Linked DNA regions of Mus musculus: all the other regions are linked to region 5. Evidence: chromatin contacts called from public Hi-C, HiChIP or PLAC-seq and promoter capture Hi-C data. All regions are on one chromosome and are shown on one strand. The core of a region is the stretch at or near the end of the contact, and the rest is flanking DNA. Distances in the headings are between cores, read along the strand shown.

What was found. Promoter capture Hi-C pulls out the DNA fragments that hold promoters and counts their contacts. A called contact is a pair of places that touch in the nucleus more often than the background predicts. HiChIP or PLAC-seq counts read pairs in DNA pulled down with a chosen protein or histone mark.
Region 1: a contact with region 5 is called in a promoter capture Hi-C map of embryonic stem cells, with 15 times the contacts expected there. The contact joins the enhancer-like site here to the promoter of Slc41a3 in region 5. A contact is called at or near these places in 7 of 39 promoter capture datasets (the 3T3-L1 cell line, 3T3-L1-derived adipocytes, embryonic stem cells and 3 more) and 1 of 115 datasets of contacts at active chromatin or transcription factors (pancreatic cancer cells).
Region 2: a Hi-C map of cortical neurons shows a contact between it and region 5, with 7 times the contacts expected there. The contact joins the enhancer-like site here to the promoter of Slc41a3 in region 5. A contact is called at or near these places in 2 of 39 promoter capture datasets (hippocampal neurons and pre-B cells), 1 of 15 datasets of contacts at CTCF or cohesin (embryonic stem cells), 8 of 484 Hi-C or Micro-C datasets (the N1E-115 cell line, cortical neurons, embryonic stem cells and 2 more), 3 of 115 datasets of contacts at active chromatin or transcription factors (bone marrow-derived macrophages, kidney and pancreatic cancer cells) and 1 of 9 other capture datasets (embryonic stem cells).
Region 3: a promoter capture Hi-C map of stem cell-derived epiblast-like cells shows a contact between it and region 5, with 7 times the contacts expected there. The contact joins the enhancer-like site here to the promoter of Slc41a3 in region 5. A contact is called at or near these places in 20 of 39 promoter capture datasets (the 3T3-L1 cell line, 3T3-L1-derived adipocytes, the C10 cell line and 12 more), 1 of 15 datasets of contacts at CTCF or cohesin (embryonic stem cells), 4 of 484 Hi-C or Micro-C datasets (embryonic stem cells, induced pluripotent stem cells and liver), 3 of 115 datasets of contacts at active chromatin or transcription factors (bone marrow-derived macrophages, embryonic limb bud and forebrain) and 1 of 9 other capture datasets (embryonic stem cells).
Region 4: a contact with region 5 is called in a promoter capture Hi-C map of hippocampal neurons, with 2.4 times the contacts expected there. The contact joins the enhancer-like site here to the promoter of Slc41a3 in region 5. A contact is called at or near these places in 15 of 39 promoter capture datasets (the 3T3-L1 cell line, 3T3-L1-derived adipocytes, the HPC-7 cell line and 10 more) and 1 of 9 other capture datasets (embryonic stem cells).
Region 6: a contact with region 5 is called in a FOXA1 HiChIP or PLAC-seq map of pancreatic cancer cells. The contact joins the promoter of Wnt7a here to the promoter of Slc41a3 in region 5. A contact is called at or near these places in 3 of 39 promoter capture datasets (the C10 cell line, cranial neural crest and hippocampal neurons), 3 of 484 Hi-C or Micro-C datasets (cerebellum, cortical neurons and embryonic stem cells) and 3 of 115 datasets of contacts at active chromatin or transcription factors (embryonic forebrain, neural tube and pancreatic cancer cells).
Region 7: a contact with region 5 is called in a promoter capture Hi-C map of hippocampal neurons, with 2.1 times the contacts expected there. The contact joins the enhancer-like site here to the promoter of Slc41a3 in region 5. A contact is called at or near these places in 4 of 39 promoter capture datasets (3T3-L1-derived adipocytes, the C10 cell line, hippocampal neurons and 1 more), 4 of 484 Hi-C or Micro-C datasets (cortical neurons, embryonic stem cells, myocytes and 1 more) and 1 of 115 datasets of contacts at active chromatin or transcription factors (bone marrow-derived macrophages).

What each region holds. Positions count from the first base shown.
Region 1 is chr6:89,705,186-89,708,140 of GRCm38.p6, forward strand. No RefSeq gene overlaps it. Among named protein-coding and RNA genes, the nearest start is that of Vmn1r40, 7.5 kb to the right of the region's middle. Within about 2 kb of position 1,581, at least 19 of the 459 cell types and tissues checked have an H3K27ac peak or open chromatin away from gene starts, as enhancers often do.
Region 2 is chr6:91,283,904-91,287,012 of GRCm38.p6, forward strand. No RefSeq gene overlaps it. Among named protein-coding and RNA genes, the nearest start is that of Fbln2, 73 kb to the left of the region's middle. Within about 2 kb of position 1,263, at least 64 of the 459 cell types and tissues checked have an H3K27ac peak or open chromatin away from gene starts, as enhancers often do. A contact at or near this core is called in the N1E-115 cell line, cortical neurons, hippocampal neurons and 1 more, where this site is marked.
Region 3 is chr6:89,658,805-89,662,069 of GRCm38.p6, forward strand. Txnrd3 (thioredoxin reductase 3) reads left to right here. Exons shown (of 16, transcript NM_001178058.1): 7 at 2,655-2,797. Among named protein-coding and RNA genes, the nearest start is that of Txnrd3, 16 kb to the left of the region's middle. Within about 2 kb of position 1,432, at least 12 of the 459 cell types and tissues checked have an H3K27ac peak or open chromatin away from gene starts, as enhancers often do.
Region 4 is chr6:89,611,781-89,615,116 of GRCm38.p6, forward strand. No RefSeq gene overlaps it. Among named protein-coding and RNA genes, the nearest start is that of Chchd6, 18 kb to the left of the region's middle. RefSeq lists an enhancer at 1,259-3,336. Within about 2 kb of position 2,006, at least 57 of the 459 cell types and tissues checked have an H3K27ac peak or open chromatin away from gene starts, as enhancers often do. A contact at or near this core is called in hippocampal neurons, where this site is marked.
Region 5 is chr6:90,603,471-90,606,394 of GRCm38.p6, forward strand. It overlaps Slc41a3 (solute carrier family 41, member 3), which reads left to right and starts at 1,410. Exons shown (of 11, transcript NM_027868.2): 1 at 1,410-1,538.
Region 6 is chr6:91,409,621-91,412,900 of GRCm38.p6, forward strand. It overlaps Wnt7a (wingless-type MMTV integration site family, member 7A), which reads right to left and starts at 1,733. Exons shown (of 4, transcript NM_009527.4): 1 at 1,419-1,733. The coding sequence starts at 1,489. It overlaps Gm30437 (a long non-coding RNA gene), which reads left to right and starts at 1,708. Exons shown (of 2, transcript XR_377869.4): 1 at 1,708-2,391; 2 at 2,486-3,096.
Region 7 is chr6:91,258,578-91,261,678 of GRCm38.p6, forward strand. It overlaps Fbln2 (fibulin 2), which reads left to right. Exons shown (of 18, transcript NM_007992.2): 9 at 1,053-1,193. Among named protein-coding and RNA genes, the nearest start is that of Fbln2, 47 kb to the left of the region's middle. Within about 2 kb of position 1,379, at least 103 of the 459 cell types and tissues checked have an H3K27ac peak or open chromatin away from gene starts, as enhancers often do. A contact at or near this core is called in 3T3-L1-derived adipocytes, hippocampal neurons and myocytes, where this site is marked.

The DNA of each region.
Region 1 (2,955 bases), core at 331-2,830, 900 kb before region 5:
TTGACAAATTGGACCTCATAAAATTAAAAAGCTTCTGTAAGGCAAAGGACAATGCCAATAGGACAAAACAGCAACCAACACATTGGGAAAAATCTTTACCAATCTGAAATCAGATAGAGGGGTAATATTCAATATATATAAAGAACTCAAGGAGTTAGACTCCAGAGAAGCAAATAATACTATTAAAAAATGGGGAACAGAGCTAAACAGAGAATTCTCAACCGAGGAATCTCGAATGTCTGAGAAGCAACTAAAGAAATGTTTGACATCCTTAGTCAACAGGGAAATGCAAATCAAAATAACCCTGGAAATCAGTCTGTTGGTTCCTCAGAAAATTGTACATAGTTTATCTGAGGACTCAGCTATGGGACTCCTCTGGTGTATATATCCAGGAGATGCTCCAGCATATAAGAAGGACACATGCTACACTATGTTCATAGCAGCCATATTTATAATAGCCAGAAGCTGGAAAGAACCCAGATGTCCTTCAACAGAGCAATGGATTCACAAAATGTGGTACATTTACACAATGACTTCACAAAATTCACAGGCAATGGATGGGACTTGAAAATATCATCCTGAGTGAGATGATCCATTTACAAAAGAACACACGTTATGTACTCACTGATTAGCCCAAATACTTGGAATACCCAAGATTCAAATCACAAGCCATATGAACCCTAAAAAGAAGGAATACCAAAATGCGGATGCTTCAGTGCCTTTTAGAAGCAGGAACAAAATACTCATAGGAGGAAATAAGGAGACAAAGTGTGGAGCAGAGACTGAAGGAAAAGCCATCCAGAGACTGCCCATCCATACCTTATACAGTGGCCCAACCCAGACAGAAGTTAATGTGAATGCTGGGAAGTGTTTGCTGATGGAAGCCTTATATGTCTGTCTTCTGAGAGACTCTGCCAAAGCCTGACAAATATAAAGGCGATGCTTGCAACCAAACATTGGACTGAGTGTGGGGGTCCCTGATGGAGGAGTTGGAGAAGGGACTGAAGGAGCTGAGCGGGTTTGCAGCTCCATGGAGGAAGCAGCAGTGTCAACAGGCCAGACCCCTGTAGCTCCCAGTGACTGGACCACCAACCAAAGAATACACATGCATGGATCCATGGCACTAGCAGCACATGTGGCAGAAGATGGCCTTGTTGGATATCAGTGGGTGGAGAGGCCCTTGGGCCTGAGGGTGTTTGATGACCCAGTGAAGGGGAAAGCCAGGGTGGGAAGTTGGGAATGGGTAGGTGGTTAGGGGAGCACCCTCATAGAGGCAGGGGGAGGGAGGGTGTGATAGGGGGTTTCCGAAGGGGAGACCTGGAAAGGGAAAAATAGTTGAAATGTAAATAAAGAAAATATCCAATAAAAATGACAAAAAAGGAAATGATGTCATTGTATATGTATAAAAAGGAGGCAGGCTATCGCATACAGTTGAACAGGGAGGCAGGTTTAGCTGCTCTTAGGGATAACTGTCCTGTAGGGGTCAGTCTTCAGGCTTTAAGTATCTGGGCAAGGGGAAGCTATGGTGGACATTCTCTGCACACACCGAGAACATTCCTATTTGGACCACAGGAATGCTTTGACATCCCACCAAGCTTTACTCAGGGAAGGTTTTGTCCTTTCCTTGGGTCTAAGTCACTGGTCATTGACAGAGCTGTGCCAATGCCAAATTACCCACATTCTTTCAGGACTTGGCTAGTTCCCTACAGAATCATCCATGAGTCAGATCTCTCTTAACCTCTGAGAAATGTTCCAGTTCATTTGGAGAGCAGCACTGTCATGGTGGGAAAGCAGCAGGCACGGTTGCTGGAATAAGAAACTGAGAAGTCACATCTTGAACCCAAACAAAGCAGAGAGTGAACAGGAGGTGGTAGTAGGACTTTAGGCTAAACCTTGCCTATGCTGGTTTCAGGTGCCCATGACTGCCTCACAAAAGACTTTCAGCTGTGCCTCTCTTTCTCTAAACTTTCCTATCACTTCTTTTTAAATTTATTTGTAAATTTTACTCACGGCAAGAATCCTGAAGCTGAGCATATGGAAATTAAGGCATACAGAAGCAATTCTACCTGGAATCCTGACATTCTACCTGAGTACTGTTCCAGCAAACGCTGCCAATTAACACTGTAAGGCATAAGCCTCAGAGCTGATGGTAAGTCATGGGAGGCCCAGGAGTTTCTCCTCCCAGAGCAGAAACTATTGCTAAATATGAAATGGTTTGGGATTGATTATACCTCAGGTTCAAAATGAGCAAAGTTAGAGTTGTCTAATTGGTGCAAACTTTCTGATCCCTCCCGAAGGTATTGCAAGATAACTCAGATAAAGTTTGTGCCCAGCCCTCCCCTGATGGCTGTTATCCAGATCACAGGGAGTAAGATCAAAGGCAAGGAAGATGCTCCACTGGAGTGCCAGGTCTCCATGCTCCACAGTGAGAACTTGTCACGTTCTACGGACACTAAAATTACAAATTGCTCACATGCATTAAAGACTCCCTTAATCCTGTGCAGGATCTCCCTAGGCATAGAGTCCTATCCTGCCATGTCTATATTGGTAAGTGTCCTGCACCCAAATGCAGAATACCAGGAAGGCTGAGGTCAGAGGAGTTTCCAGGCTACAAGGAGGTTTTCAGTGTCTACATTGGAGACCCTGAGCTCTGATGGCTCTTCAGCACAGAGGACTATGTTCTGCATGGGTAACAAACATGTTTTCTTAGGATATCCATTTTCTGTAACTCCTAAAATTCATCAATTTTGCACACCTCTGGAATATCCATAGATTTTTGGTTTGCATTCATTTTTTAAAAGTATATAACTCTCTGTCTCAGCACTTAAATCACACAGTGAATTTTCAAGCTTATTCTTTCCTACAGATCTTCTCATGGTATCAAGGAAATCTTTTTTTTTTTTTTGGTTTTTCGAGACAGGGTTTCTCTGTGTAGCCCTGGCTGTCCTGGAACTC
Region 2 (3,109 bases), core at 13-2,512, 680 kb after region 5:
GGTGACCATGAGAGGGGTGAATGAGAAAGGTGTGCATAGGGTAGTCCAAGCTGGAACAGGAGGGAGGAGAGATAGCCCCTTGGCAACTCCATTGCTTTGGGCTAGAAATATGACTCCTCTTTCACACTCCCATATTCTATCTATTGGACCCCAGAACATTCTAGATCTCCCCCCCTCTGTTCCCCAACATTCACACCCCTGGTGAGTTCTGCAGAATGAACTCTGAGGACATTCCCGAACTTGACCCCATCCCTCCGTAAGCTTCTCTATTTCAGACCATCCTCGTGTGCAGACCTAGCTGCTCCGGCCTGATCCCTGCCCCATGTCTCTCTTGCTGCTAGCCTCCAATGCCCCAGCGTGCCTCTGCAGGAGACTTGCTTCTGTGGATACAGCCCTTTTCTGCAGTGCCTGACTGCTTGGGCTAACCTACCCCTGCCCACCTAGGGTTCCCTGGAGCCGCCACATCTCCCAGATGCTCGGTAGGCTAAAGTTGCTGCCTGGCCTGGGACCACTCCCTTTGCCCCAGACATTGCTTCCTGATGTTCAGAAGGCCTCTTTCCTTTCCTCTTTTCCAGAAGGCCCCACTACCCCATGTGTTTTCTCAGGCATGCCCTTGCTGGCCACCAGGTCTTCCATGATGACCCTCCTCACCACCGTGCTCTTCCTCTCCCTAGAGAAGTGTAGCTTCCTCAGAGCTTGGTCACTTACAGATAGTGTTCCTGTCCTCAGTGTGAAATAGCGGGGGCTTCAGGAAACAGGTGCTCTAGGAAACATGATGGACTTTCAGTGGGAAACCTGGGTGTCTTGGATAGTAGGGGAACTTGCAACATGTCCCTATCCTTTCCCCAAACTCAGTCTCCCTACCTGTGTTCTAAGGCTCAGCTCCCCTTCTCACAGCTAGTAGCATCGTGTTGGGGGAACCAAGCCTTTCCTTTATCCTTGAAGAGGGTTACCATGGAAACAGTCTTGGCTCGGGCTTAGGGAGCATCCAGTCCTTTGTTAGACTTGGGCCTGCCTTCGGCTTCCCCCTCCCCCGGCTTCCCCATCCCCCGTAGCCTGAGATCTAGCTGTGAAGAGACCAGTGACTAAGGCGGGGCCGCACAGGGAGGGGGGCATTATTTTGGCTGTACACCCCTCCCCTTCCCTCCCCAAATTGATGTTTGCGTCACCAGTTTGAAAAGCTCTCGAGGACAGGGCAGTGTAGCCGGAAGATCAAGTCCCTGGGCACTTGACCCAGAGGCATATTCCCAACCCACGTGGCTTTAGGGACCAGCTCTCCGCCCTTTTCCGTGCCCCGGGCCCTGGCATTTCCCGCTCTCCGTTCTGCAGTGATAAGCAGGGTGGGCGCCGTTGCCTGCTCGCGCCCACCGGGGCAGGATGTGGGCCTGGCGGGTGCGCAGCGTAGTCAGCGTGGCCACAGGTGGACACTCCCGGGTCCCTCTTCAGGGCCCACATATCCAGAGCGGGACAGCTGCTCACGGGGAGGCCGCGGTGAAGTCGGGCCGTTGACTCCGGGCTCTGACTTTCAGCCTGGCTTGGAGCCATGGGGCAGGCATGCCGGGACTCTCAGGAAGAGCCCGGACTCCAGCGGCAGGTGGCGAAGCTCAGCTGCTGAGTGCCAGTCCCTAGCGTGGCCAGCCGCCTTTGGCCAGTGCAGCTAGGGCGTGCGCCAAAGCCACCGCCGCTGAGGATGTTGGACGCCACCAGGAGGCGCTGCGAGCGTCGCGGATCGTCAGTGCGTGTGTCCGAGCGGTGGCTCTGGCAGAAAGCTATCCAGGCGCAGGGGCGCTAGGCGCTGGTCCGCGGAAAGCCGAGGCGCAGGTCCTAGAACTTTCTACCCGGAGATCACACACTCTGAGCCCTGCTGATTGCAGGTCTCTGCTCCAGATCGCAGGGCTGGTGCGCTAAGGGTTTCAGTAGAGAGCAGGGCTTAGACACTGCAGCCCACGGCCCTGTCCTGTCCCGCAGAATTCAGATCTCCGTTCTGCCTTTTCCCATCTGTGAGACATAGGCAAGTTCCTAGACTTCTTGGTGTCTGATTTTCCTGCCTTGTGAGATGAGATTGCTGCGAGTAGCGGGTTCACCGGGTTGCGACAGGAAACCTGGATCACTCCCAGATGTACACATGTTCCTGCCCATCACAGCACGGTTGACTAGTAGGTTGGGCGATGCGGGGCCTCAGCAGTGGAGACACAGAGAAGCAAGTCGCTGAGCACTGTGTCCTGGCAGGTGCTCGTGAGGACCAGACGGCATTTAGACTAAACTTTTCTCCTCCTGGCGAGACAAGAACAATGAGAGGCTCCCCCAGGTTGATTTGGGAGGCAAATTCAGTGCCAGACCACCCTCTTCCTCCCAGCAGAGACCGTCGCCCTTGGTCGTTGTGCTCTCGGTTGTCCTCCCGCGTCATACAGTCTACGCCCCTCGGAGGCTGCCCACTGGTGTGCAGACTGTAGTGGACAGCATCCCGCAGCGGGCGAATGCTTATAGTGCGGGGCTTGTTGCCTGACACATTAGAGGGCCTGCAGCCGAATCAGCTCAAGTTCGCTGACTAGAGGCATGTAGGGTGATGAAGAGGGCCCATTCCAAGCCTCTACCGCGAAGTACCTAGGCCAGGTTCACTTCTGCACAGGGACAATCAATACATCCACATCATGGCTAATGGGTAGGGCTGGGGGACGCTGTTGGAAAGAGATAAAGTCAGGGAAGACTGTCCTAGACAGATCTGCTAGGACAAAGAGTAGGAAGTGGCTTGCCTACAGGGAGTCAGTGGAAACTGAGAAGGACTCCAGGGCGGGGCTGTGCTCTCTCTCTTTACCCATACACTCTTGCCTTCTGACCACGTCTGTTCTGTTCGCGCAAATTTTTAGAGGCTCGAAGCCCCGTCAACCTTTCTGACCACACGAGGGCAGCAGAACGCAGCTGTGAGGAGGGACAGGTGGCACGCCCAGTAGGGGGCTCTTCCAGAAGGCAGGCTGAACTCCTCAGGGCTCCCTTCCAGTTCCTCTGTGCTCACGCTTGGGTCTGTACTCCCCCAAACCCGAGGTACAGCTCTCCGAACCTCGGTGCCTCCTCTTGGGAAATGGGAGCAATCAGATTTTCATCTTCGGGA
Region 3 (3,265 bases), core at 182-2,681, 940 kb before region 5:
AAAATGACGAGATGCCTTGGAGCAAAGCTAGCGGTGTACATGGGAAGACTGTTAGTGCTATGAATTAGAGGGGTTGTCTCAATATTATGAAGAGGCCATATCTCAAGATTATCTCATGACTATGCAGACCCATCACAATCTGAGACCTTATTTTTTTCCTTCAAAGCTCAAAAGTGATCATTTTAAAGTTTATATTGAAAATAAACTTGTGAGACGAGCTGAGCTTTCTCAGAACAGAGGGTGACTTTTCTCATCCGGTTTGTTCGGAAGGAACAGACACAGAGTGGAACACAGCCAGGCCCTAGATTTGGCCAGTCAGTCTCCCTGGAAAACTCAGGGGATCTGGGACGTGGTTACGGGATATGCAGGCTGATGCACGGCCATGTTTGGGACCCTACTTTTTACAGTAAAAGTCATTTGGCTTGTGAAGAGAATGTATAGGACCCCTGTAGTCAAAGTTCCCCAGAGAGGAAAGGTCTTTAAGGGGTGGGGCTTAGAAATGTGCCTCTGTAAAGAACTTTGCATCTGAGAGTATATAAAACAACCTTTCCAGGATGCAAAAGCCTAGGGCTCCCCTTACCCTAGCTAGTGTCCTGGGAAGGCCCCATGTCCACATTGACTGTACTGGGGACTGGAGAGGAGAGGGGCTTTCTGGGGGGGGGGTGGGTGTGGAGAAAGGGAGGGAGAGAGGGAGGGAGGGAGGGAACGACAGAGGCAGGCCATGACCCTTGGCTGCCGATTTTTTCTGGGCTGTCATCTAGTTATGACCAGATTCCCCAGGCAGGCAGGCCCTTATGTCATATAAATGTGGAACTATGCAGTTGTGTATGAGCTTTTAGATCCAGCTTTTTTAGACAAGATGGAATCCCACCTAGAAGAGGCAGGGGTGGCAGAAAGGCCCAGCAGTTGAATCCTAGCCTTGTGTCAGATAGAACATTGTAAGACAAAAGGCAACTCTGAGTTCAAACTTCATTTATTATAAAGAAATGTAAGGACCAGAGTGTTGCTTTGTAGCAGTTTGTGGTTTTCACCAGGAAGGAGTGACAGCAGGATGTCGCCCTCTAGTGTTACAGGCCTTGAGCCGCATCAGCAGCAGGGAGGGATGGGTATCTTGGGAGGCTTAGGAAGTCGGGATTCCCCATCCCTAGGCGATATGAGTTTTGAAGTTTGTCATGGCTGCCTCAACTCACTGCTTTTCAGGCAGCCATCATCTGTAGGTGACACAGATCTGACTCTTCAGGAGTCTTTGCTACCTCTGCCCCTTGTCAAGAACTCTGATGGTTCCCAAAGCCCTGACCTTGGCTTCAGGGCTTGGCCTCTGATTGTCCATTTCATCCAGAGCAGCCCCGCCTCCTTTGCTACCAAGGCCTCTGTTGGAACCTGGCTCCCCTCTTCTGTAGTCTTGCCCGCTGGCTGCTCTCCCAGCTCCACCTCTGTTGCAGCTGTTATAGCAGTGGGTGCTCCATAGTCTGCTGTCCCTGCTGCTGTTCTCAGTTCAGCCCACTCTACTAAAAATACACAAGGTAGCCACCTCGAGATAAGTGTTTTACTTGGCCTAATATTACAACCCTAAGGGAGGCAGCACAGGAGAGGTCTCCCACACCCTGATTGGCTGAATGAGAGGAACACTCTTATGTCCAGAGAAGGGACATTGCCACCACCAGAACAAACCTTCCACACAAAGGAAAAGCCTCTATTTGCATCAGTCATAGTCAAATCACTGTCTCTCTTAGCACCAGGCACAGCAGTCTCTCTGCTGGGTTGCTGGAGGAAGAACTCCCACTTGGGCCTTAGAAAGTGGCTGCAGAGTCATCAAGTGGTCACTAAGGCTCGGGACAGCAGAGAATGTGGTGCAGACTGTTTGAGTCAGCCCTGGCTGGGGCTGCACCTGCTCCTGGCTGGAGCTGGAACAGGCAGCTGTGGTGGTTGTACAGTTTCTTTAAGGTATCTGTATAGTGTTCAAAATGGCTGTGGTGGCATCCTGCTGGCTGTATGTCCTCTTGCTTATGGCAGCCAGGGCACAAGGGACATTGTAACAGCTGCCAAGGAGGGAGTCAGGTCACCCATCTCCCAACTTCCTTGTTCATCTCTAGGCAAATGGACACCAGAAGCAGAGCTTATGTTGTGAACATACCCTGTGATTTTAGCAGTGTTGTACAGTGCTCAGCACCTGTCAATGCCCAAGGAGAAGGGTTTCTGTGTCTGTCTCAACTGGAGGACTTCTTCCTACCCAAGGGGCTGGGAGAAGCATACGCCCCACGGTGTAAGAAGGGCTTCTGGGAGGTGCTCCCTGTGACAGAGTGCCCCCCCCCTTGCATGGTGGGCATCACCATGTGGGATGCGCACCTCTCTGTGGCTTTTTCTTCTCAGAACTCTGTCTCTTCTCTCTCCCACACTTTGTAATGTAAAGCTGAAAGATGAAAGCATAGCAGGAGCAGGAAAGATTAAGGGGCACCATGATCTTGTCTTTAAAACAGTGGCTCATGTGATCAAACAATCTGCCTGGATGTAGTGGTGCACACATAATTCCTGGGAGGCAGGAGGATCACAAGTTCAAGGCCAGCCTGGGCTACAGAGAAATCCCCTGTTTCCAAAGTAAAGGAAATACCAGCAACAAAACCTCACTGTGTTCCTTTATCCTGGTTATTTCTCAGTGAAGCACAACTGGGAGGCCATGACAGAAGCTATCCAGAGCCACATTGGCTCCTTGAACTGGGGCTACAGGGTAACCCTTCGGGAGAAAGGCGTGACCTATGTCAACTCCTTCGGGGAGTTTGTGGACCTGCATAAAATAAAGGTACGCTGTGGATCTGCTGGGTTCATTGTCTCCTCTACTGTCATTGAATTTGGCCTTGCACGGAAATTAAAATTCCCTGTTGTACATTATCAGCTGGCGTGGCACACTTACAGCATGTGACCTCAAGTGTGTGCTTTTCAGACCTCTGGTTGTTGGTTACATGTCACGTTAAATTGTAAGCGTGTGCGTTTTAAAGAACTTTTAATTTAAAGGTATTGTTTGCCTTTCATTTCATTGTTACTCAAAATATTGAAACAGCTTGAAGTGCAAATGACTAAAAATAAGTATTTCAGCGGCTGGAAGCTTTTAGAAAATGAAAACATAACTTCCAGTCTGCAGTATTCACGGGGTGGCTTACTGTGGTGGCTATGTATGTGATGCTTGTATACCATCGAATTTCTGTATGCAAATGAGGTGGTTTGGATGACCTCAGGAAGATTAAACTGGAGTTGGAAAGACATCAGCCAC
Region 4 (3,336 bases), core at 756-3,255, 990 kb before region 5:
TTTTAATGTCATGCAATTCGATGTGTCAATTTTTGTCATTATTTTCTAAGTTAGTCGGATTCTTTTCAGAACGTATTTGCGTACCTGAATTTTGACATGTTCTGCCTGACAGTTTCAGAGTTTCAGATATTTCATTGAGGTCTTTGATCAACTTGATATTGGTTTTGGTGCAGAGTTAGAGACCAATCTATCTCCATTCATCTACATGTGGATATCCAGGTTTTTTTTTTAACCCTACTTGTCTAAGAAGCTGTCTTCTCTCCAACGTATGCTTTGACACTTTTGTCAAAACTTGGGTGGCTGTAGCTACAGGGCTTATTTCTAGGTCCTCTGTTCTATTCTGTGGGTCTTTGTGTCTATTTTGGGGCCTGGGCTGTTCCTGTCATTACGGCTCTGTGGTAGTTTGTGGGCAGATATAGAGATGCCTCTAGCACAGGCTTCTCTCAACCTGTGGGTCAATACCCCATTGGGATCAAATGACCCTTTCACAGGGGTTGCCTAAGACCATCGGGAAAACACAGATAATTTACACTGCAATTCATAACAGTAGCAAAGTTGCAGTTATAAAATAGTAACAAAATAATCTTATGGTTGGGGGAGTCACCACACAAAGAGCTGTATGAAAGAGCCCCAGCATTAGGAAGGTTGAGAACCACTGCTCTAGCAAACCCTGTAATATCCCTTTGTCTCCTTGGGCTTTTTTGTGCTTTCATAGAAATTTTAGGATTCTTTTTTTCTAGTCCTGTGAAGAATGTCATTGGCATTTTGATGAATGTTGCGCTGAATATGAAGATCTCTTTGGTAATATGACATTTCACAATTATGTTTTATTTCTCACTCAAAATGTGGGTAAACAGGAAGGCAATCCTGGCTCACAGGGCCCCCTCATGCTTTAACTACACCGCTGGTGGGGAAACAAGACTCCATTGTCAAGTCAGCAGGAAAAGCAAGGCTGGGAGACTGGAGGGACCACACATGTCCCTGCCATTCCTCTGGTGGGACTGGCCACACAGTCCCCTGCTTGCAGTGGCTGAGAGGAGCTGTCTGTCCTGAAGAAGGAAGAGGAAATTGACTCAGACAGTGACAGGGCTCATCAGCGTCTCCTGTCCATCTGAGAAAACAGGCCTGCAGCAGGCAGGAGATCGAGCACATGGAGGAGCATGAAGAACCAAGAACCAAGAACTAAGAACCAAGAACCAAGAACCAAGAACCAAGAACCAAGAACCAAGAACCAAGAACCAAGAACCAAGAACCAAGGCACAGCACTTCAGGAGCAGATTGTGTGGAAGAAGTGTCTTTGTATGTTCCTGCTGAGGGCGGCCCTATTTCCAGCAACTTCCACCTCAGGAGGATGTGTCACCTGGCCAGGGTTTTAAAAGACACTTGCTTCCATGGCCTGCCTTTGTTCTTTTATTTCATTGTTCACTAAGTAAACTAACAAACAAACTCCCTATATTGAAGTCCGAAAACTTCAGGTGAGGAGTGGGTCCCTGCATGGAGAAGGAGGCCAAATGAAGAGTGCACCCATGGAAAGACTGGGTGGACCCCAGGTCCAGTGCCACTAGGGAGAAGGGACTGGAGAGACTGGGCCCAGATGGCGCAAACATCCATCCTCCTGCAGTTGAACCCTAGCTTCTTCAGCCACATCTCTCAGTTGGACCGACTGGAGCATCAGTTCCCACCCGCGACACAGAATGAGACACAGTGGGGTGGGGGTGGGGCTCATGCTTTTCTGACTGTTGAGGATGATTAATGCCTCAGCCCATAAAGTGCATGCTACCCAGGCTTCAGGACACAACGTTCTCTCGCCACACAAAGGAAATCTTTCCCAAAGCCATCTTCTGGAGTCACGCTGGCCAGTCCTGGTCACACATTTTACCCCTAAACCAGACTGTGCCAGAGGACCTGAGAGGGCTATGGCTGCTTGAGACTATCGTCATTCATCCCTTACAAAAACCAGCCCACTCCACCTTTGTTTACAGCCCTTTTCTCCAAGCCCTGATAAGCCCCCATTTGCACAGCCATCTGTTCCTGCCAAGGCTGGATTGTTAGCTGTGTGCTGTGTATGCAGCGGGAGTATGCTGCGTCTGCGCCAAGTGTGTGCGTGTATGTATGTGTGTGTGTGTGTGTGTGTGTGTGTGTGTGTGTGTGCGTGCACACAGGCTTGTGCGCTAGTCACTGCAGATAAGGAGTAAGTCAGCTCAGACAATGAAGCTGCTCAGTCCATTGTTTCAAAGCCGTGTGCTGAGGTCCCCACCTGCTTTCCCAGAAAACCAGGAAATTCTCAGTGCAAGACAAAGCCTCCAGATGGGAGAAATTAGCCAAGCGGTGTTAGTGGCTCAAGCAGAAAGTCAGGAGCAACCTCCTTGGCCCCAATTTCCTTTTTTGCCTTTCAGAGTTTTAAGCTTCAGCTTTGGCCCTGGGTTTGACTGTTTAACCAAGTGGATGGCTGCTTAGCTGAGCTCTGGAGGGCCAGCTTCCCCTGACTCTGCCACAGGAATCACCTTTCAGAGCACTCCCAGACAGGGATGCCTGGGTGTGGGAGAGGACAGGAACATAGATGGCCGAGAATTTCAGGGAAAAAGAGAAGTTAGCTTGATAAAGCAAATGGGCTCAGAGCTCTCTGGGATTGCTGTGAGCCTGGCTTGTTCAGTCTGGACTGCTTCCTCTCTGTCCTTCCTCCCTACACACATGGGGTTGGGGGTGGGGGTGGGGGTGGGGGTGATGGGTGAGAAGGGAGAGAGAGAGGAGAGAGAGAGAGAGAGAGAGAGAGAGAGAGAGAGAGAGAGAGAGTTAATTCTGTTATCTGAAGGGCAAGGCTGGGCTTCCAGGTCTCTGTCTGCTGAGGTCTTGCTCTGCTCCCAGGCCGTATCTGAAGGGAACTGCGTATATATCTAGCTCACCTGAAACAGGTCCAGTCTTCGGTGGCCATAGCCAGACCAAAATACAGGCTCTAGACTCAAGAGCAGCCATGAGCTTTGCCAGAGCTCACAGGACCCAAAGGGCAGCCAGCTGAGCTACTGGCTCTAGACCTAGCACCTAGGACAGCACCCAGGGCTCATTGACATTCATTAAATTATTGAATCAGTGACTGTTGGACTTGCTTCAGGGTAACTAGTTAATGCCTTACCTGATGGTGACATTCCAAGGATCCAGAAGGAATGTGGACATTAGGGTTCCTCCCTAAAGAAGTGTACTTCCCTCCCTCATCCCAGGCTGCAACAGGCAAGGGGAGAGCGTCCCTCACCACCCCCAGCCCCTCACAGGGTTTCTGTGACCCCAAGCAGTTAAGCAAATGTACAGTTACAGAATTGCATCCTGCCTCCCCACCATGAG
Region 5 (2,924 bases), core at 160-2,659:
TGCTCTTTCTAGTCGGCTATCTCTGAGTTTCCCAGAACTCACGTGTTGCCATGTTGGTAGTGAACCTCCTGTTGTCTTTTCTGCCTCTCCTTTTCACTGTCACAGGGCTTTCTGGGTCAGCCTTTAATCAAAGGGTTTGTGATGGAGGGATCAGGGGCTGAGGTCCAGGGTTCTCTTCAAGACTGTGACACCAGTTATTGCTTTTCCCTGTTCTAGTCAGACCTAAGATTCTGCTACCCCCCACCTGCCCACAGTGCCTCAGTCTGGGAATCAAACTCGTTAAACCTTTATGAAACCTTCAAAAGTATGGGCTAAAATAAACCCTTTTCTTTGTATAAGTTGATTTTGTTACAATAAATGAAAGCATATCAACATGGAGTTCAAGGTTCATGGATGGCTATTCCTGGTGACGCCTCCCTCCTACTGTCTTTCTATGTCTCACCTGCATGCACACAGGGAGAATGAGCTGGCAGGGTCTCTTCCTGAGAGGACTCCAGTCGCATTGTGACTGCACCCTGTGACTTCACTTGTTCATTGCTACCTCTTACATAAGCTGGATTGACAAATGCAATCACTTTGGGAGCTTGGAATTCAGCACTATATTTTGACAATGTAAGCCATCCAGTCTGTAAATTCTCCTAACATGTGGAACACTGTCATCTGTTTTTGTTTTGTTTTTCATTTGCTGGGGACAGAATCCAGGAACTGGGCTTGCATCTCCCCGGGCCTTGCCCTGTCATACTTTTTTTGTGTTGTATTCTTCAAAACTACTGTCTTACAGGTCTTGCACATCCGGTTTCTGCAGGTGCAGTTGGCAGCTTAGAATCCAGCCAGGGCTCAGGATTCTTGAATCAGCCAAGAGCCATAAGTGGGGGCACGGGATAGATTGTAGGAGCTGGTGTCCACTGAGGCTCACCACTGCTGGCTGAGTCTTCCAAGGCTGTATCTTGATAAGAGTGAGAGGATCACACATGTTGAAGGACAGAAGAACTTTCATGACACATACACAAGTGTTCAAAGGTGAAATATTCAGAAATGTCAGATTGAAAACTGAACAGGCAAATGTGTATCCTAAGGGAAGCTGGCCCTTGCAGTGTGCTACTGGAGGCTACTCCGTCGCCCAGCCCCGCCCCCGCCCGTGGCCCCGCCCGTGACCCCGCCCTACTCATGGTCCTGTTCCGGGGTCTAGCTTCTTCTTTCTTGGCCCCACCCCAAGCGGCACCGCCTCTGAGGCGTGTCATTGGGTCCTTCGGCACCCAGGGAGCATCCCTGCACACCCCACTGCTCGATCAGAGAGCTGTCCTGACTAAAAGGCTTTAAAAATTGGGTTTTTCAAGCGCCACCTCTGTGGATTGGCCCCGCCCACAACACTCGCCCAGCAACCCTCCCCTCCTGTGGCCCCGCCCCTCTGTCTGGACGCCTAGGCAGGGCGGGGCTGGCCCGCCTGCTGCCCTTCTCGCTTCCTCCCGCCGCAGGCCTCCACAGTGTCCAGCGCGCGCCTGGCCGCCTCGCTTTCGCCGCCGGCCGGGAGAGGACCGGTAAGCGCGGGCAGGAGCTGGACTGGGAGCCGGGGAAGCCAAGGGAAAGCGGAGCGTCAATGGCCCTCGGGATGGGGCGTGGGGCACAGGATCTGTCTTAGGCACACTGGGCGGGTCAGTTTGTGGCATCCTCGCTCCAAAGGTCTGCAGGGACCCGCCCCGCTGATCTCTCTCCCTCTGCCTGTGATGAACCCCAGAGCGCCTGACTCTAGGGGTTATGGTTAACTCCTTCAGCACCCCGAGATCATCCTTGACCACCCTAAGGCAGGCTCAGCGAGCTGTCCCTGCGCTCCAGGTTGTCAAGCTAGAGGTTGTTCAGACTTGAGAAGATCCCTCAGTCTACCAGATCCTTTCTATAAATCTTTTAAAACTCAGGTTTTCAAACTGCTTCTTCGCCACGGAGACCACTTAGAGACGCAGCCATTCCAACCTGACCCAGATATCTAGATGAGCTTGCTCTGCTTCCTGACGCTGGCTGGCCTCATGCTGGTACTATGGTAGCTTAAGAACCACGACTGTAAAGTAGTACAGAAGAGCCTGGAGTCAGGCCAAGTGCCCTGTAAGGAAAATATACTATAGAAGGGTATAGTGATCTCCCCTTATTGCAGGGAGTTACAAACATGTTCCCAAAGAGTGTCTGAATCCTGGAATGATATCCAGACATATAGATTGTTTTCCTAATATACATACCTATGGTAGAGCTTAACTTGTGAACTAGACACAGTAAAAGATGAACACCCCTAAGGTAGGGCAGGTGTAATCATATACTGTGATACAATTGTCACCATCACTATACTTGTGCCATTATTAAGTAGACTAAGCGTTGCTTGGCCAACAGCTCAGCCACCCTAACAACTGTTGAGAGGGTGACTAGCTGATGGGCAGCATCTGCAGCATAGATCCCTATGCCGAGGAGTGCTGCATGTTCTAGGAGGGACAGTGTAGTGTTAACTGAATCGGTCCACCATGCTGCTCAGAACTGAGCACAAAACCTACAAATTCTTTATTTCTAGAAATGTTCTCTTAATATTTTTGGTAGTAAGCAAAACCTCTGAAGGTACCCTAGGATAAAGGGTCTTACAGCGCTCCGTTCATACTCTGAGGTGGATGGTATTTTGCTCTCCCAAGGTCACACATCTGCGAAGAGGAGAAACTGGGATTCGAACCCTGAGTTTGGGTTCCCGTACATTCCCACCGGAATGTTCTATAAAGTCAAGAAGATAAAGTGCAGATGTGCTCTCCTTATTCTACATAGTGGGCAGCTAAGAGGCAACCCATCCATCCCAGAAACTCAGCCCACCCGCCTCGTGTTAGAATCTCCCTGTCTCAGTCAAGTGGGCATCAGTTTGTGTGCTGTGCCAGAGGGATGCTTAGTACCTGACTGTT
Region 6 (3,280 bases), core at 483-2,982, 810 kb after region 5:
AGGTCCCGGAGAAATCAGGGAGTTTTACTTTCTGCCGCTTTCCCCTGCTCCAGTCTTTAGTGTCTCCGCCCCTCGTTTCTAATTAAAAAGAAGATAATACCTAACGCGGCCAGAGCCAATGAGCCCGACCTCGCTTCCTGGATGCTGGATGAGTGGATGAGCGCAGGGCGGTAGTGCGCGGGCCAAGATGAAGATTAAAGCAAGTGGGGGGGAAAAAAAAAGAAAAGAAAAGAAAAGCCATCCAGACGCGGGCGAATCAATAACACTTAAAACACACCCGCAGGCAGGCAGCGCGCGAGCCCAGAAGCCGCCTCTCGATCCGCGGTTGGGCTGGAGGCCGCCTAGTCCACTCAGAGCGCACTTGGTTTTGAAATCCCATTCCAGAGAGGTGGGGTTGGGGAAGTGGGAACCCTGAGGGTGGCGGCGGAGAAACACAAAGGGTCTGCCACACACGCCCCCTGGCCTTGGGTCCAGTTCTTCCCAAGGCAGCGACAGGAGGTTCACAGGTAGTAGGGGTGTATAGAGAGAGGCAGGTGTGAAGCCTCCCAAGGTAGCCCTTTGGCGCTAGGACCTCTGTCTATGATTAAAGCCCCCCACGTCCCCAAAACCGTGCTGCACACAAGTCACTTCCTAAGTACAAAGAGAGGCCGCGCAACGCAGCGCAAGAAGCCACCTGCTTCCACTTTCCAGTTAGAGTGTCTCCTGCCCCACCTCCTGACGCCTGGGTTCTTTGGCTCCCACCCCAGCGACCCCAGGGTCGGCTGTCTTGCTTTCTTTGGGTGGCGGCTAGAGAGCGTCTCTCCTTGGTGTCTCCGACTAGCCATTAACTATCTCTGGTCGTACTATTTGGTTCTGATTGTTAAATGTGCTGTCCTCCTAGCTTGGGAAGGGGGTCTGAGGGCCGCTGGAAATGAGGCGGTGCCAGAGCTCTGAAAGGTGGTTTATGCTTTTGCCAGGGAACACCCCCAGTCCTGGGCCCACGTTTGCTACATGAGTAGCCCTGTCTGCAAAAGGGCTGCGCTCACAATATCGCGCGTAGAATTCCTGCTGGGAATTGAGCTCTCTAGGGGTGGCTGTGGTCCTGCCGGATCTACTGTGCTTGTGGCTTGCGCGCAGGGGCGGGGGGTGGGGCGGTTCCTGGGGACCCCATAGAGCAGATATTCGCTTCCAGAAACACTTAACTGTCTGTTTCTGGAGGTATCCCTGACTCTGAGATCCTTGGGATGGCCGATCCCCTGCCCGAGTCTGTGGAATTGCGTGCGCCCCTGGGTTGTCCGCTCACGGGGAGCCTTTGTGCCCTCAGGGTTCCTGCACCTCCCACTGCCTCTCCTGAGCTAAGTTGGGCAGCGCGCCTCCCTCCCGGGCCCAGTCAACTTTGCCTCCGTCGCACGCGCGGAAAGAACGCGCGCGGTGCTTACCCGATCCGGAGGTAGACTATGCCCAGGCTGAGAAAGAGGTGGCCCAGGCAGCGCCGCGCTTTCCGGGTCATAGTCCCCGCTGGTGGCGGGTGCCACGGGCCGGGCTGTGCTGATCCCGCCAGCCGGGCCCGGCGGGGCAATCCACATAGCCTGCGCAGGGGGCGCGGGCCGAGGCTCCCTGGGCGGTCCGTCGGTGCGTCGGTCCGCGCTAGGCACTGGAGACTGTCCCAGAGCGCGGGAGCCGCGGAGCCAGAGGAGGGGAGAACAAGCGCAACAAGGGGCGCCGCTGCGCGCCAGCGATCGCGGCAAGTGTTTGAGGCGCGGGGACTGCGGGGCGCTGCTGCCTCCCGCCCCCGCCCCTCCCTCTCCGCCCTTCCCCCGCCCGCCTCCCGGAGCGCCCGCCCCGCGCCCAAGCGCCCGCGGGTCGAGGATGTCTGCCCCGAGCGCGCTCCCGCGGCGCTCCTCCGAGCTCGCGGCGGTGGGAGGCGGGGGCGTGGAGCGGAGTTGGGGGTGGAGGGCGGTGGAATCCTGCCTGCCTAGCATCCTTCGCTAACTCGCAGGTTGAGACCAGCAGGTGCCCAAGGGCCATCCTCTGGGTGTAGAGGATATAGGCTCATTTCAGAACCCTCACGCCTTGTTAGAGCTCTGTCACACGGGCCAGAAACAGGGAACTGGGGTGGAGACTCCTGCAGAACTACTACCCCACACATTCTCTCCTCACCCTCGTCTGTGCGAGGGGCTGATTGCACCTAAGGCGAGACGTGACAGGATCCTCCGGAATCTTGCTACCGGTGGAGACTTGGAATTGGACTGGAGCCCAATGACCAGTAGCAGAACCTGAGAACACGCGCAGGTGAAAGCTCAGAGCGCTCTCACGGCGACACCTGCTGGGTGCGGCAGGTGGTGCATTCTGGCCTTTTGTCTTTCTGATCAGAGACACGCAGCCCAAGTTTCAGTTGGAGAAACTGAGGAGGTGAAGTCAAACTCAAAGTCACTAACAGGTGAATAGCCAGATTGGAACAAGGTAGCCCCAACTCTAGTGACCCCTACTCTTCTCTCCACTCCAGGCCTGCTTAGCCTTCCAGACTGCAGTTCTTCATGCATACCTTCATGTACAGCCGCTGTTCACGCATGCGTCCACGGGCTACTGGCGCCAGCCATGCTGACAACCGTGGATTCAAGGAACACGGGAGACCTTGGTCTGGGTACAGCCTGGGGGGGGGGCGCTTTCAGAATATGGCCACTACATTGTTCAACCAATCTCCATTGCAAGGAGTTCTCTGTGCGCGCCTTCCTTGCCTCTGGGCAAGCCTGTGATAGCTTCCTCATTGACAGGTGCAGATGATGGTAAATGGATACGTACAGGAGCCCTGTCCAGTAAGCACATGCATAGCTTCAGATGGCACCGGCTGGTGAGAAGGTCACAGGACCGGGGACCGGGCAATGGGAAAGAGGGTTCTGTGCACTAAAATGTTTGTTTTAGCTCTGAGGAAGTGGCTGGGCTGTCCGCAGCAGATCACAGGATTTGGGCCCATTATGGTAGAAGCTAGGAGTGGGTGAAGGAGGAGCAAGGATGAAGAGAAAGAAAGCCAGTGATGTGGAGGGAAGAGAGGGGGACTGTATTCCTAGAAGAGTTTGGAGTCCAATGGAGACCCTGGAGAATAAAGCAGGTAACTCATTTGTGTGTGTGTGTATCTCTGGGTGTCCCATGGAGACACTGATGGGGGCTGGGAAGGGAATTGGACACTGGGGAGCCTGTTGGACTAGGGAGACTTCAACATGGGTTCAGGGACAGATGGGACATTTGTGCTGGAGAACTTTTATTGCCGTTTTGGCATGAATCTGACTGAAGTGGAGATAGC
Region 7 (3,101 bases), core at 129-2,628, 660 kb after region 5:
GGCTTCCTCAGTGAGTTTTGTTTGAACTAGTTTGAGGGTCCTAGGATCTTACCCCTCCTGTCTTAGCAGAAGCAGGATAGAGAGCCAAGTCTAGGATATGTATGGGCTCAGGCTCAGAAGGCATGGTCTGAATATCTGCATAGAATGATCAGGCTTGTCCAAAAGGATGCCCACGTTCTTCTCTGAAGCTCACATCCCACATACTCTAGAGGCTCTGTATGTAACTGACACCCTCCAGTGAGTCCAGAGAAGGTGCTAAAGCACAGAGCCTGGTGACAACTGATTGGCCTTTCTCTCTGATGATGGAGACAACAGACCCAGGGGATAATGTGTTCTTTGAGCTCTGATTCTCCCCAGGGCTCTCAGCTCTGACCCCTCTCAGGGACCTGCTGCCCGAGGCCCAGTCTACTGCCTCTGCCAGACACTGGCGCACTGCAGCAGGAAGAGTGGAGGGGAACAGGGCAGAGGCTGCAAAGACACACCTGTGAGGGCATGTACAGCTCCCACACAGGAGGAGGCCTGTCTCCTTTTGTTCTCAGGAATAATCACAGGGATTCTCTGCTGGGACAGCCTGAGGATTTTAAAAATATCTCCAGATTTGAGTTTCTGGAGAAACTTCATAAAGCTTCTTTTCATGGAGGCCCTTCTGTATAGCCTTAGCCTGGCAGCCTCTGGAGCCCTCCTCCCCATCCCCTTCTGTGAATGATACTGGCCTGGAACCCCAGAGCCCTTGAAATTTCAGACCCTACTGTTGTTATCTCTTTGGTTGCTGTAGACTTGGGCATTATTACCAAGCATGGGTTGGGGAAAGTTTGCTGCCTGGGGTTTACTCTGGGCTGGCTGCTTATCCTCTCTGAGTCTCTCTCCATCTGCCCTTACTGGGCAGTAGGGGCAGCTCTAACATCTTTGAGTTTTACAAACTCAACTTGGGTCTAAGGTTCAGCTGCCCCCTGACAGGCGCACACAGGTTCTTTATCTCTCTCTCCCCGGATGCCCCTGGCAGACACGCCTCTCTAACAGCCTTCTGTTTTTCCTTCCGTGGCTGTCATTAGACCAAGACGAGTGTTTGATGGGCACTCACGATTGTAGCTGGAAACAGTTCTGTGTGAACACCCTGGGATCCTTCTACTGTGTCAACCACACAGTGCTGTGTGCAGAGGGCTATATCCTCAACGCACATAGGAAGTGTGTGGGTAAGCTAGAGCCCCTGCCTGCCGCCGCCCACGTCACGGCTGTCTGCTCTGCTCCACGCCAACCCACCACATAGTGCCACATGCTAAAGGGCCTACTACCCTTTGCATGTGAGCTCCCACACAGCAGCCTGCCGAGCTCTGTGTCATACCCTCGTGTCCTGGTGTCTTGTCCCGCTTGTTCTCCATGGCTGTGTTCCCAGATATGCCCGTGACTCAGAAAGCTAATGGGATGTCTCAGGGATGGGCCAGAGACAGGAAGGCCAGATGTGGACAGCAGGGCCATGTAGCAGTGTGGAAGCAGGGAGGCCTGGGTGGGAGGCAGGACCCCAGTGGCTCTGGCTCTTGTCTTTTCTCAGTTATTGGAAGCTACTGACAGCGACGAGGATTCGGGTGCATGTGCCGTGTGCACATAGTCTGGGTCACACATCCTGTTACCTCGGCCACTTAGCTTGCTTGTAGATTTATCTGGGATCTCCCGAGAGGCAAGTAGATTGTCCTGGTCCAGCTGGCCCAGTTCAACATCCATTTGCTGTGTGACCCTGAACAAATGTTACTTTCCCCTCTGAGCCTTCCTTCAATGGACAAGGAAGATGTGAGCCCTGTGTAAACCTGCACGTGGCTGGGCCTCTTGTCTATCTATGCCTGAATAGGCCGGGGCTGGGATTCTGGAGTTCTGTGGACAAGGAAGGACTCCATACTGTCTTGTGTCTGAGTTACCTGGTATTCTCACTGAGGAAAAAATGTAAGCCCTGGCTTCCTGCATCTCAGAGATAACACTGAGTAGAGGAGAAGTCAGGCAGACTGGCTGATGCAATGATGGGGAAACAGGCAAAGGGAGACTTCACTCTTGCCAACTGGCACCCAGAGGAAAGAGGAATAGCTCCACCTATTCCCAAGGATGGGTGGGAATTGGCGATGGGAAAAGCCACAAAACAGGACAGTTTTGAAGACAGTTGGGACAGAGGTGTGGAGGTGGGACCAGGGCACACAGTGCTCAGGGCTTGCGGCCAGAGTCCTGTCTGTCTTGCCTGTGCTTGGGGACCATGTCCAGCCTGGACATGTCCTCTTCCTCCCCTGCACCGCTGGGCAGCAGTGCTGGCTGACATGTTTGCCTCGCTGCACCCACGGTACAACATGGCCCTCCTGATGTGCTTGCCAGTGATGGCAGTTCCTCCTGGGTGGACTGGGTTTGTGTGTGTGTGTGTGTGCGCTGGGAGGCATGTGGGTCCCCTCTCAGGATGTCCCCCCATTTGCCACTCCCTGGCTTGGCAGCTATGACCTCTGCTGCAGGGTTCTTAGCGGCTGAAAGATGAGCCCACGGATGAGAAAGCCAAGATACATTCCATTCAGCAAGATTTATGAACCAGCTCTGCATTGCTTCCCTCTTTATTCTGCACAAGCTATCAGTCACTCTCCTCCCACTTCAAGCCAACATCACTTGGGGGCTCGGGGGTTCTGCAGTTGCTCTGCTCAGGTGCAGGAACTCAGATAGGGGAGGAGCAGGACCATGCTGGGATGAGTGTGGCTTCACTGAAGTCCATAACCTCTCTGAGCCCTAGTTTCCCCACTCCACAAAAGAGGCATCTGCATCTGAAGGTCACCATGGAGACCGGGTGCATTAGTCCCCAGGAGGAATGCTAGCAGGGTTCCCTGAGCTAGAAGCTGAGGCCTAGAAGCTGGGGACAGCTTGGTGTGGCCTCTGCCAGGGCCCCCTATATGCTTTACTCTTAAGAAAGTTCCACAGCTATGCTGGCTGGACTGCAGAGAGTAGGAATGGCAAAGCCCTGCTCTGAGGACTTTGCAACGGGAAGCAGGCAGCGAGAAAAGCCTGTAGCTCGGAGCAAGCGCCCTAGATTCCATATTTGCTGGCTGCGTAATTCAGTCCAGTGGCATCCCTTTGGGGTGAAA